Linked DNA regions of Hordeum vulgare: region 1 is linked to region 2. The links are chromatin contacts, called in public Hi-C maps. All regions are on one chromosome and are shown on one strand. The core of a region is the stretch at or near the end of the contact, and the rest is flanking DNA. Distances in the headings are between cores, read along the strand shown. Region 1 holds the start of LOC123410464 (GEM-like protein 1). Region 2 holds the start of LOC123407463 (KAT8 regulatory NSL complex subunit 3).

What was found. A called contact is a pair of places that touch in the nucleus more often than the background predicts.
Region 1: a contact with region 2 is called in a Hi-C map of seedling, with 3 times the contacts expected there. The contact joins the promoter of LOC123410464 here to the promoter of LOC123407463 in region 2. A contact is called at or near these places in 2 of 6 Hi-C or Micro-C datasets (leaf and seedling).

The regions. Positions count from the first base shown.
Region 1 is chr7H:81,908,053-81,913,571 of MorexV3_pseudomolecules_assembly, reverse strand. LOC123410464 (GEM-like protein 1) reads right to left here and starts at 4,101. Exons shown (of 4, transcript XM_045103412.1): 1 at 3,632-4,101; 2 at 3,439-3,540; 3 at 1,444-1,715; 4 at 670-1,109. The coding sequence starts at 3,959. The coding sequence ends at 921.
Region 2 is chr7H:81,405,546-81,410,987 of MorexV3_pseudomolecules_assembly, reverse strand. It overlaps LOC123407463 (KAT8 regulatory NSL complex subunit 3), which reads left to right and starts at 2,148. Exons shown (of 6, transcript XM_045100596.1): 1 at 2,148-2,357; 2 at 2,563-2,624; 3 at 2,745-2,880; 4 at 2,983-3,055; 5 at 3,405-3,470; 6 at 3,751-4,156. The coding sequence starts at 2,212. The coding sequence ends at 3,972.

The sequences.
Region 1 (5,519 bases), core at 2,852-5,351, 500 kb before region 2:
GCTCCTCGCATGCAACCACCAAATCAGGAGCGAGGACGGAGGGCTTACCGTCATTGCCGAGCTCCTCAAGTGAGGTGATGAAGCCGGTGCTTGCCTTGCGGGGAGAGTAGGGGGAGAACGGTGAGGAAAGGTGGGAGCAATTATGCCGACGCTTCGAGAAACAACGCGACATCTCGAGTCTGGCTCCTCGCATGCAGCCACCGCCGCCTATGTGGTTAGAGTTGCATCGCTCGGACCTGGCTGTGAAAAAACAGCTGATTCGGCCGTTCCCCCTCAGTCAAAACCCTACACGACCCAAACAGCCAATTTTTTGTACTACACAGGCTTGATTGGGTTGTATGCAGGCAACACACGACCCAAACAACCAAACAGCCAATTTTTTTGTACTACACAGGCTTGATTGGGTTGTATGCAGGCAACCGAACACGCCCATAAAGAAGGACTGGGTTGTCCAACCGGAGAATAGATGGACTTATGTGCTTGGAAAATCTATTGTGTGCTGCATCAACCAAAAGCTTCATCAAACTATCCCGGTTCTCCCCAAAAGAAGAAAGGAAAGACATGAAACACCCGAATCAGTTCAACCCAAGCATGTCCTGACCTGGGTGCCTACCAGAGTACCAGGAAACACCCTACACTGTCACTGTTAAATATTGGTAACACAAGGCATTTAAAATGGACAGCTCCGATGTTTTTCCCATATATCATCATCATCATCATTACAACACAGGGAACGCAAAGAACAAGAACAAACACGTATACAAGCTCGTGAGTGTACCGAACCGAATGCTCCAAGGGGCACAGCATGAAGGATATATGTCTTAAACAGGAGACGCTCAGAGCAGAAGACGTCGAGTGGAGAACTGGCGATACCCCTGGGGATGTTACAGGCTGAACTGAAACTTCCGTTTCATATCTACCTATGGTTGCAACTCACGAGCACCGTCAAGTGCTTCTTGCAGGCTGGACACGGCCTTGTCGTACATCAGGAAACCCATGAACCAGAACTCATGCCCTTCAACAGAGACAACCTGAATATACTTTTCAGCGGGATTTACTTTGCTCACTGAAGGATTGGCTGTTCTTAGCTGATGAAGAGGAATGACCACCTGTTTTTTCGGAAAGGGGAACAACAATTTAGTACAAAGGATATGCATAACATGTAGAGTACTAGCAATCAAGATATAAACTAGATGGAGCTAGCAATGTGTAAAACAAGCATCATCGCTTAAGTACCCACTTTTTCCTTTTATTTCCCTTCCTCGACCAAAAAAAGTCAAAGTCACTAACTACGATTACCTCTGAACCTACACTTCATGAAATAAAAAATACAGACCTTACTTCTAGTAACAGACTAGGTGAAAAATGATAAGTGAAGCAATAAGAACACACCTGACTTCATAATCTATAGACAGATGTTACGAGGAAGTGAATAACCCTTACCTTGTAGTAACTCCATTCTGTTTTATTTCCTGCTTTGTAAGAAAGAGGATTGTCACTGCAGAATGCAATTTTAGCTGTAGAAATGTACATAACTCCCATGACAGGACCAGCGGATGTTGATAGATAGCATGCGTAAGACATTTTCAGCTGCTCATCCGGCAGAATCTCAAACGTCTGTTTAAATATTTTTTCATAGCCACCTTCCGCTAAGACTTTTGTTCCTTGAGCCAGCCGTCCCATAGCAGCTTCAGTAAAACTAGGCCCTGTCTTGACTGTTGAGAGAAAAGGTTGTATTATCAGATATACAGGATACCATGTTAACAGTGAGGATAGAAGGTATTAATTATTAAACTTATCATTTAATGGTACTTCCCAGTCAAGGATAGAAGGTATTAATTGCTCCCTCCCTAAAGAAATATAATAGCATTTAGATCACTAAAGTAGTGATCTAAACGCTCTTATATTTCTTTACAGATGAATTAAACTTATCATATTAACTTAGTTCTGCCAGTCAAACACATGTATAGTCCTGGGTAAATGCAAGATCACGCAAAACATTGTGTTGGACATGTTACAGAAGGCAAGAGAGATTCTTAATTTGGTATCTACAAAGTACCAAAACTTCATCATTCTATATATACCATCTGAAAAAACTCCATTGGAAGGTTATTCAAGGAGCAATGATCGTAAGATCGATCTCTTCAGTTGGAAGTATAATTAAATGCTTGGAATGTATTCTGGCTTATGTGACAAATGTGCACCGAACTGTATGAATTCTTGACTCTTCTGTTGGAAATATATTCATGTAGAGAAAGTTTGCTATTTCCATGACAAATGGGCAATAAATGTATCACTGATTCATTAAAGTGTAAGGGCAGAACTGATGTCATTGTCAACATGTCACAGATTCTCATTAATTAATCTCTATTTGTTGAAAGGAATTTGTGCTAATTGCACGTAACAACAAGCTACACATGCATAAGCTGATTTGCATAGGTGAAGCGAGTAGTTAAATCTATAATGCATTAGCACTGCTCTTCATAAACTGGATAGATAGAAGAAACATCCAATCACTAGTTCTCGTCTGCATGGATCACTAAGAATACTACATACTGGAAATTTAGTATGGTTATTGAATTATTCAGAAGATGAAGAACACTTTCTCCCTTATAAGTCTTCTGGTACAAAATATATTGCCAGTTCTACAAAGCTAGATGTTTAATCCTAAGCCCCTAAGAGAAGGTTGGCACCTAAAAGGTGAGAGCAAATCTAGTGTCAATATGGCATGTTTCTCCTATATATGCATATGCTGGTTTCCATTCTTCCTGAGGAATTTGTGCTAATTGCCAGGAAGGACAGCCTATATGCATATTCTGATTTGCATTGATGAACTCGTCGTTTTAATTTCTTATACTCAATGAAGCTGCGATTATTCCATCAGTAGAAACATCACAAAGTTCAGACACATGAGGTGAATTGGATAAACAGAAGAAACACGCAAAAATTGCTTCTCATAAATGATTAAGTACGCTATATACTGGAAATTTACTATGGATATTAGATTATTAACTATGAAATAAATACTGAACTATCTGAGAACTCTGATTAAGGTTGTTGGCAGAATCATAAGCTTTGGGGAAACTGCTCACAAGTTTGAAGTTTAAAGTGCTGGTAAACTTAACATCAGTGCCAAAATAGGCATGGAAATCCACACCCGATGTTCAGGTACTGTGTTTTCTCAGGACAAAGATACTCATCCTTCTCCACCAGCTATTCCAATCCCCACAACTACATCAAGGAATCTCCTGAGGTTTTACTTTACAACTTTATTCGGTAGTAGTCATCATTTCTTCCATCCTTAAAAAGCTAAAAGCCTAGAACCTTGGGCCATGGCACCCAACCCCGCCCCTTGAAGAAATGAATCTCACAGACAAACGAAGAGCAAAGTATTATTCCCCTAGGAAACGTAGGGGGGTTAGGGCGCTGAGATCTCACAGTGCTGCCACGTGTCGCGGCTGAGGCTCTCGACCATCTTGGTGGTCTCCCCCATGGACTTCCCCCACCTGGAGAGCGTGTCCTTCATCGCCTCCACCGCGCCTGCGGCACACCGACAGCAAAACGGGATCAGGACCAACGGTATCCTCGTAAGGAGGGCGTGGCGGAGGCCGGATCAGCGGGTCGTTTTTACCCTTGGAGGAGGAGGCGGCGGGGCCGCGGGAGACGTACTGGCTGGCCTCCGCGGCGGCGGCGGCCGGCACGTGGGTGGGCGACTCGGACGTGAGCTTCTCGCTCCACGTGACGGTCTTGGGCTGCTGCTGCGGCTGCAGCTGCACCGGCGCCAGGGCCGGCGCGGAAGAGGGCGGATCGGCCGCCGCCTCGGGGGCCGGGGCCGGCGCCGGTGCTGGCGCGTGGGGAGAGGAGGGATCGGGCGCAGACAGCGGGTGCTGGGCCTCGGATTGGGGAGCGGCGGTCGGGGAGCCGACGGGCGGCTGCATCTCGGCGGCGGCCGGCTGCATCTGGAGGGTTCTCTCGGGCTTCTTCTCGCTGGCGAAGGGGGAGAGGAGAGGGAGGAAATGCGTTGCGCGTCTGGGGTGCGAGCCTTCGATGTGTGGGGGGGTTGGGCAGTAGTGCTGCGGGGGTCAAACCCGTCCTGTGTTTCCCTTGTGGGGAAGTGGCAGGACGCACGCGACTCCGCCGCGATGTTGTGCCGTGCCGTGCCGCTGCAACGGGCGACTACGCGGCTGGGTTGCTTTCCTTCGGCTCGTCCTCTCACGAACACAATGGTGCACAACTCTGAGACCTTTTTTCTTTTTCTTTTGGCAAACCCTTATTTTTTTTTATTTTTTTTTTGAACTGGAAATATTTCATTCCATTAATCACCGTGCCAAGCAGAATCGCCGGCAACGAGACCTTGGCAAAGGTAGGAGCAAGACCCGGCCATACGGCTTGGGGTGCAAGCACCATCTTCGATCCATGCAGCGCAAGAACGTCTGCAACCTTATAACAAGCCCGTGGGCAATGAACAAAGTCGAAAGAAATAAAATTTAGGGAAGAAAAAACTTTGATCTCTTTAAACAAAGCACCGTTTGGAGCGAGGTCATAACTAGATGTCTTGATTGCCGAGACCAGCAGAGTAGCATCTGTTTCCACCACCACATTGCCAATGCCCAACTCTTGTGCCTTGTGTATAGCTTGGATGCAAGCTTCAGCTTCAGCTTGTAATGCATCATTGACATGATCTAGCCGTCCCGCAGCAACAACCACGACATCCCCCTCATGATCCCGGATGATGTACCCCCAACCACCTGTCAAACTTTCTTTGTGGAAACTGCCATCAATATTTATTTTGAGTATGTCGGCTGCTGGTTTTGTCCATCCTTTAAGAAGATTCCCCTGTGCTTGTTTCACCCCGCCAAAGAACTCTCTGTACTCATCTGTTGTTCGTTTTATCTGCCATACTAGTGTTTCGACATTGATTTGTGTCTTCTTCACTCTATATTTGTTCCGCGCATTCTACCAGTTCCACAGCAAAGAAATAATAACAGTCGTTTGTTAAAGGGGTCCGGAGAGCAACACCCGCATTACTTCCTTTGGCTCATGTGAAATCATACATACCCGCCACACCTGTTCTAAGCCAAGGATGCGCCAAAGTTGTTTCACTCCTTTGTACTGGAAGAACAAGTGGCTCCCATCTTCGTCCCTTCGCTGGCAGACTGGGCATAAGGTATCTACCTCAATGCCTCTTCTTTGTAGATTTTTTGCACCGGTAGGCTATTAGTAGCTATCCTCCACATGAATTGTTGGATTTTCATAGGGCACGGTGATCGCCATATCGCTGTCCAGTTGAAAACCTCTACTCTTTCGGCAATACCTCATATCTCTCCTGCAGCCACATCTTGCATTTTTTTGCAGAATTTGTATGCAGATTTACCGAGAAAACACCGCGGTGGTCTGGGTGCCAAGCCCAGCAGTCCTGCAGCTCCTCCTTGATGGGGATCGTCATGATAAGTTGCGCGTCAAGGGCCCAGAAGATAGACGACACAAGTTGTTTGTCCCACGACGCCGTATACGGGTCC
Region 2 (5,442 bases), core at 899-3,398:
TAGCATGGAAAAAACGCAAGGACCAAGGAGGGCCTGCTTCAGTATTTGCACAATTGATCTTTTTTATTTATTTATCCACACAATTGATAATGGACATGGCGTGTCCGTGAAATTGGATATGTATTTTCATATTGTGTAGAATACTATTTTGATCCTTCCGATTTAAACTGCGCGAGAAATTTCTACATAAAGAAAACTCTGCATACAAAGTTGTGCATGTCATAATTTAATACAATGTGATTTAAAACTCATTTGAAATGCACTAATGCATGGTGCACGATAGAGGATTCTTATTCGTAAATCGAACAGATGTTAGTGGATCAATCTGAAATCCATAATAAATTTGACGAAGTGAACCCCGCATGTTCAAAATAACTATTGAAAAAATTAAGCACGAGAAAAACCAGTGGAAAATAAATACTCCTATATCTTACAAGGCCAAAAAAAATAAAATAAAAAGACGAAGATAGAATAACGCCCGAACAAATAAAATGTCGGTGGGCGATCCAAGAAAAGCTGCACACACCCTATAGGATGCTATGTGCGTCAGCTTGTCGCTGAATCGCACAAGCGCCCCTTCTATCGGGTGGCTCATTCGCGAGAAATAATAGCAGACGAATTCTGATGGCCCGAAGCTATAGCGATTTTTATCCTAATATTTTTCTCAGTTGATTTAAAAATACAAAAGTAAATATATAAATTTTTTAGCGCACGGCATACTTTGCGAATATTTCATAACATTGTTTGATAATGCGAACATTTTTTAAATTCGAAACATTTTTGGATTTTTAATCATTTTAACAAAAAAACAGGAACACTTATTTAAATGATGAGAATGTTTTTAAATTTTTGAATCCGTGAACAGTTTTTCTGACTCCCAACATTTTTTAAACTTTAGAAAAGGAATTAAATACACCAATGTCATTTAGAATCTGTGAATATACTTTCAAAACACGATAATTTGTTTAATACGAAACATTTTTCTAAAACACGAGTACAATTATACATTCATGAACATTTTTAAAAAATGCAAACATTTTCTGAAATTCCAAAGTTTTTAATGCAAAAAATGAAAGATGTTTATAAAAAACGTGATTTTTTTTTAAATAATAGAAACAAAACTTGGAAAGAAAAAGACGTAAACGAGTAAACAAGATAAAACCGCGGGGAACGCTACGCGTCCGCCGCCGGATGATTTTTAAAAATTACCCGTCACCTAGCTAGCTGTCAAATCCCGATCTAACGCCCCGCATCCCGCCGCATGATCAGTAGTTATTTCCTGAAACGACGCTCGAGTTGCGGAAACTTTCGCTTTGTTGCAAGAAATAAATTTTGGATCCGTTAATTCCTGAAACAACGGTCGAGTTTCAGAAACAATTTGCTTCTTGCAGATTTTTTTCTTCTTCGTCTTTCTGTAACATAGGTATTTTTACGGAAGAATTTTCTGTAACAACTGTCGAGTTTCAGGAATTTTTGCAACAAATGTCAAGTTGCGGAAATTTTGTCGTCTCTCCCTTCTCTGATCTGACGCCGTCGCTGCCCCACAAACCGGCCGCAGCACGCGCCCCGGCCCCCGCCCGCCCGCCACACTGGCGGCAGGGCAGCGCGGCCGCAGCCATGCCCCAGCTCGCCCAAGGTGTTCTCCTCCTCGGCGGCCGCAGCCTCCCGACGCTCCGCCCGTGCAGGAAATCCATGGCCTCCCCTTCCTCACGCGCCGGAGGGGACGCAGCAGGCCGGCGGCGGAGGGGAGGCCCAGCCTGTGGCGAGCACGGGTGCGCGTGGGCATATGGCGGCGACCTGCTGGCTCGTATGAGCAGTGGCGTTGCGGGAGCTTGAGATGGTGGTGGCCATGGCATGCTGCAGGAGCTGATTGAGAAGGAGATAAGAAGGATGTAGCAGTACGAGGGACACGCGTCGCGTGATGAAGGCCCTATGAAGAAAGGAACTGGAAAAGGAATACTTTCGCTATGAAGAAACAACAGGAAAAGAACGAATATAACTGGGTCCCCAAAAACAGGAAAATTGGACAGCTAATGGTGCCGGCCCAGTTTAAGTTGCTTGCCCCCTCCTGCCCTGTGCGTTTCGGCGGGAGTTTGCTTGCCGTAATGCGCGCGTAAAATTGGAAATGCCCTCCGTCTGCTTCTTTTCCCCAACCCCAGTCCACGGTAAAAAGCCCAAACTACAGTACTAGGTTTCCGCCAACCTCCCTCCATGGCTCGCAAGCGCCGCCGCGCGGATCAGCGCACGACGGCGCCGTCACCGCCTCCGCCCCTTCGGACTAAACTTACTCACCGGCAACCGGTGGTCGTCTTCGCCCACGGCGCCGGTGCCCCCTCCTCCTCTGATTGGATGACCCAGTGAGCTCTCTTTCTCTGCTTCTTCTTCACGCGCTTGACGGGTCTGCAGCCAGTATGCCCCCTCTTCGGTAGAATGTTCTCATTTGCGTGATGAAAGCTCTACCTTCATAAAATCAGTTGAATGAGGATTCCAGTTTGTGTACACATCTATCTGTGCTTGGTATCTGGATAGTAATGTTTAAGAACTGACAATTGGTTCTTCTAGCTGGAAGGAGATGGTGAAAGATGCCCTGGATGCCATTGAAGTAGTAACATTCGACTATCCATGTGAGTTTATTCAATTCCCCCTACTGCTAATTGTTTCTTTTTTATCTGAAGGTCCAGTTCTTAATGCTTGACCCATGTTCACTTAATGGTTGATGAATTAATCAAACAACAACACCGCAGATATGTCCGGTGGTAAACGGAGGCCTCCCCCGAAGGCAGACAAGCTTGTCGACCATCATCTCAGTGTGGTGAAGAATGCTGTGGCAGAGCATCCTGGTCACCCGCTTGTTCTTATGGGGAAGTCTATGGGTTCGAGGTAACATTTAGTGGTGTGATAATGTTGTTGCTTGTGCATCTTTTTGGTTTGTCATATGATCTGACTTCTGAGTACACTTTTGTGATGCTTCAACATTCTCAGGGTCAGCTGCATGGTAGCTAGCTCCGATGGTATCTGTGCTTCTGCGGTCATATGCTTGGGCTATCCATTGAAGGTATCCCCATTTTGCAGTGTGCACTTAGTATTTGGATTGCTTCCTGGTCTGTCTCCTTATTTAATTGTTGTGCCTGTGTTCTTCAAAGCTCAATACTACAATACACACCGAAATGGATTTGGATCTGCATCACAATTTAATTGTTGTAGAATACAACTATGTGTGCACAAAAATGGTTGTTGTATACAGATGTGCATGCTATTGTTTCTCATTTTTTGTTACAACTATGCAGTGATATTTTATATGACAATTCACTGTCATTCTGTATACAGACAATTCACTTTCTGAGATAGAATCACAAACTAAAGAAATTGTTCCTTTTGTTTTGCATCATTGCTTTCTTCAACAGGGAGCGAAAGGGGTAATGAGGGACGAGATACTACTAAAGCTGATCGTTCCAACAATGTTTGTGCAGGTACTGAAGAAAAATAGTTTCTATCTTTGTTTTCTGAATATCTGAAGTGAATGTTTTAGGGGTTGTTTGGAACACATAATCTGATAGGAAATTTATAGCAAACGGTTCAATTCCAACAAGAATATGAATTGTTTTCATGTTCCAAACAGGGTTGTAAATAGTACTCCCTCCGTCCCAAAATAACTGTCTCAACTTTTTGGGACGGAGAGAGTACAACTTAAAAATCTTGTCTTGTGATTTATTGAAAAAAAATCTTGTCTTGTGGTGGATGTGTTCACAGGGCAACAAAGATGGCCTATGCCCCTTGAACAAGCTTGAGTTAGTTCGGAAGAAGATGACCTGCAAGAATGAACTGCATGTTGTTGATGGTGGTGACCACTCTTTCAAAATCAGCCAAAAATACCAAAAATCTGCTGGAATAAATCAGCATGATATTGAATTAGAAGCTGTTAAAGCAATTGAACAATTCGTTCAGAACTCCATAGCAGAAAGCTTAACCTAGCTGTTCCTTCAAAAATTTCATATAACATCTAATGGTAGGTTCCTGATCCTAAGACTCTGCCATTTTAGGGGAAAGATTCTGGCTTTTGAATGATCTAACGTGATCATGTACTTTGTTCGGTGACTGGTTATATGTAAAACAATGCTATCGTCCCCCCTGAAATGTAATATGCTAGCTTGTATTATTTTGTTTTTTTATCATGCACCTTTTTGCCTTGCACCATACTTTCTTCATGATTGAGATAAACCGCACCAAATATGCATACATAAACTTGCTATTGCAGCTTATCTATGAACTGTAACTATTTCAATATCACTGGCAAGAGCAGTTCCCTCTGTAGTTTTCTGTGCTTTTGGTATGTTGTGGTCGTTTGGCTGTTTGATCTTTAATTAGGACTTCCTAATGCTTCACCTTGTATAGGTCTGTATGTATGGTATGCAAAAATAATAATAACCTAATGTTCGAGAGCCCTTAGGCTGCTAAAGTAGGAGACCGTTTTCTTCAACATAACATAATTCAGAGAATTAGAGTAAAATGCATCATAAGTCCTAAAACCATTGGAGGTGTGTCACTTTAGTCTTGCAACTTTGAAACTGTAGTTTTGTTTCAGTTTAGTCCTATAACTTTTAAACCGCAGTTTTGGATCCTAAAACTATTGGAGTTGCGTCAGTTTAGTCCTATAACTTTAAAACTGTAATTTAGTGTCCCAAAACTATTAAGTTTGTTCATCTTAGGTCCTAATGCTTGTATTGATGCCACGTTGACCCAATGGACCCACTAGGTTAACTTATAAAAGGTAAATATGCAAGAAAAACCCTAGAGTGTTGTCTCGCCTCATTCTCATGCCCTTGTCTTCTCCCACGCACAGAATGTTTGAAAACGACAATACAGAGGCCATCACTAGCATGATGGCTTGAGCTCCAGCAAGGAGGGTAGACCGGTCATCTTAGCCTCACCAAACAGTAGCAGAACCAAACGTCACACAATGTCCAATTGCTACCCACCTATGGCTATTGATGGGGCTGTGTCACTCTCATCGACCTTTGTGCCGGCTTCGAGGTATCCGGGCACTCCTTTGTGACGTCCTGCTCTCGTGCCCGAACAACAACCTGCACGACCAGCTCTACGACAAGGGTGTGGGGGCAACGACGATGTTGTGAGAGAAAGAAAGGGTGAGTGGGATGGCGTCCTCCATCTAGATTGGCTCAGGATCTCCCTAGCGGTTGTGTCGAGGAGAGGGGTGTCGTCCTTCATGCCGACTGGCTTGGGGTCTCCTCGATGGCCACACCAAACCTCTCAGTGAGGCTGCCCTGCAGCTCATGGCCACGCATGTGGTGGGCCTGCAGGTTGCAACACACACTCCCACATGGAAGCGTATAAACCTTTTTTGAGGATGTAAACTTATATAAGGGGCTCATTTGAGAAAAATGCACCATGGATGCTGGTCATGGAAGCTTAGGATCTGAGATG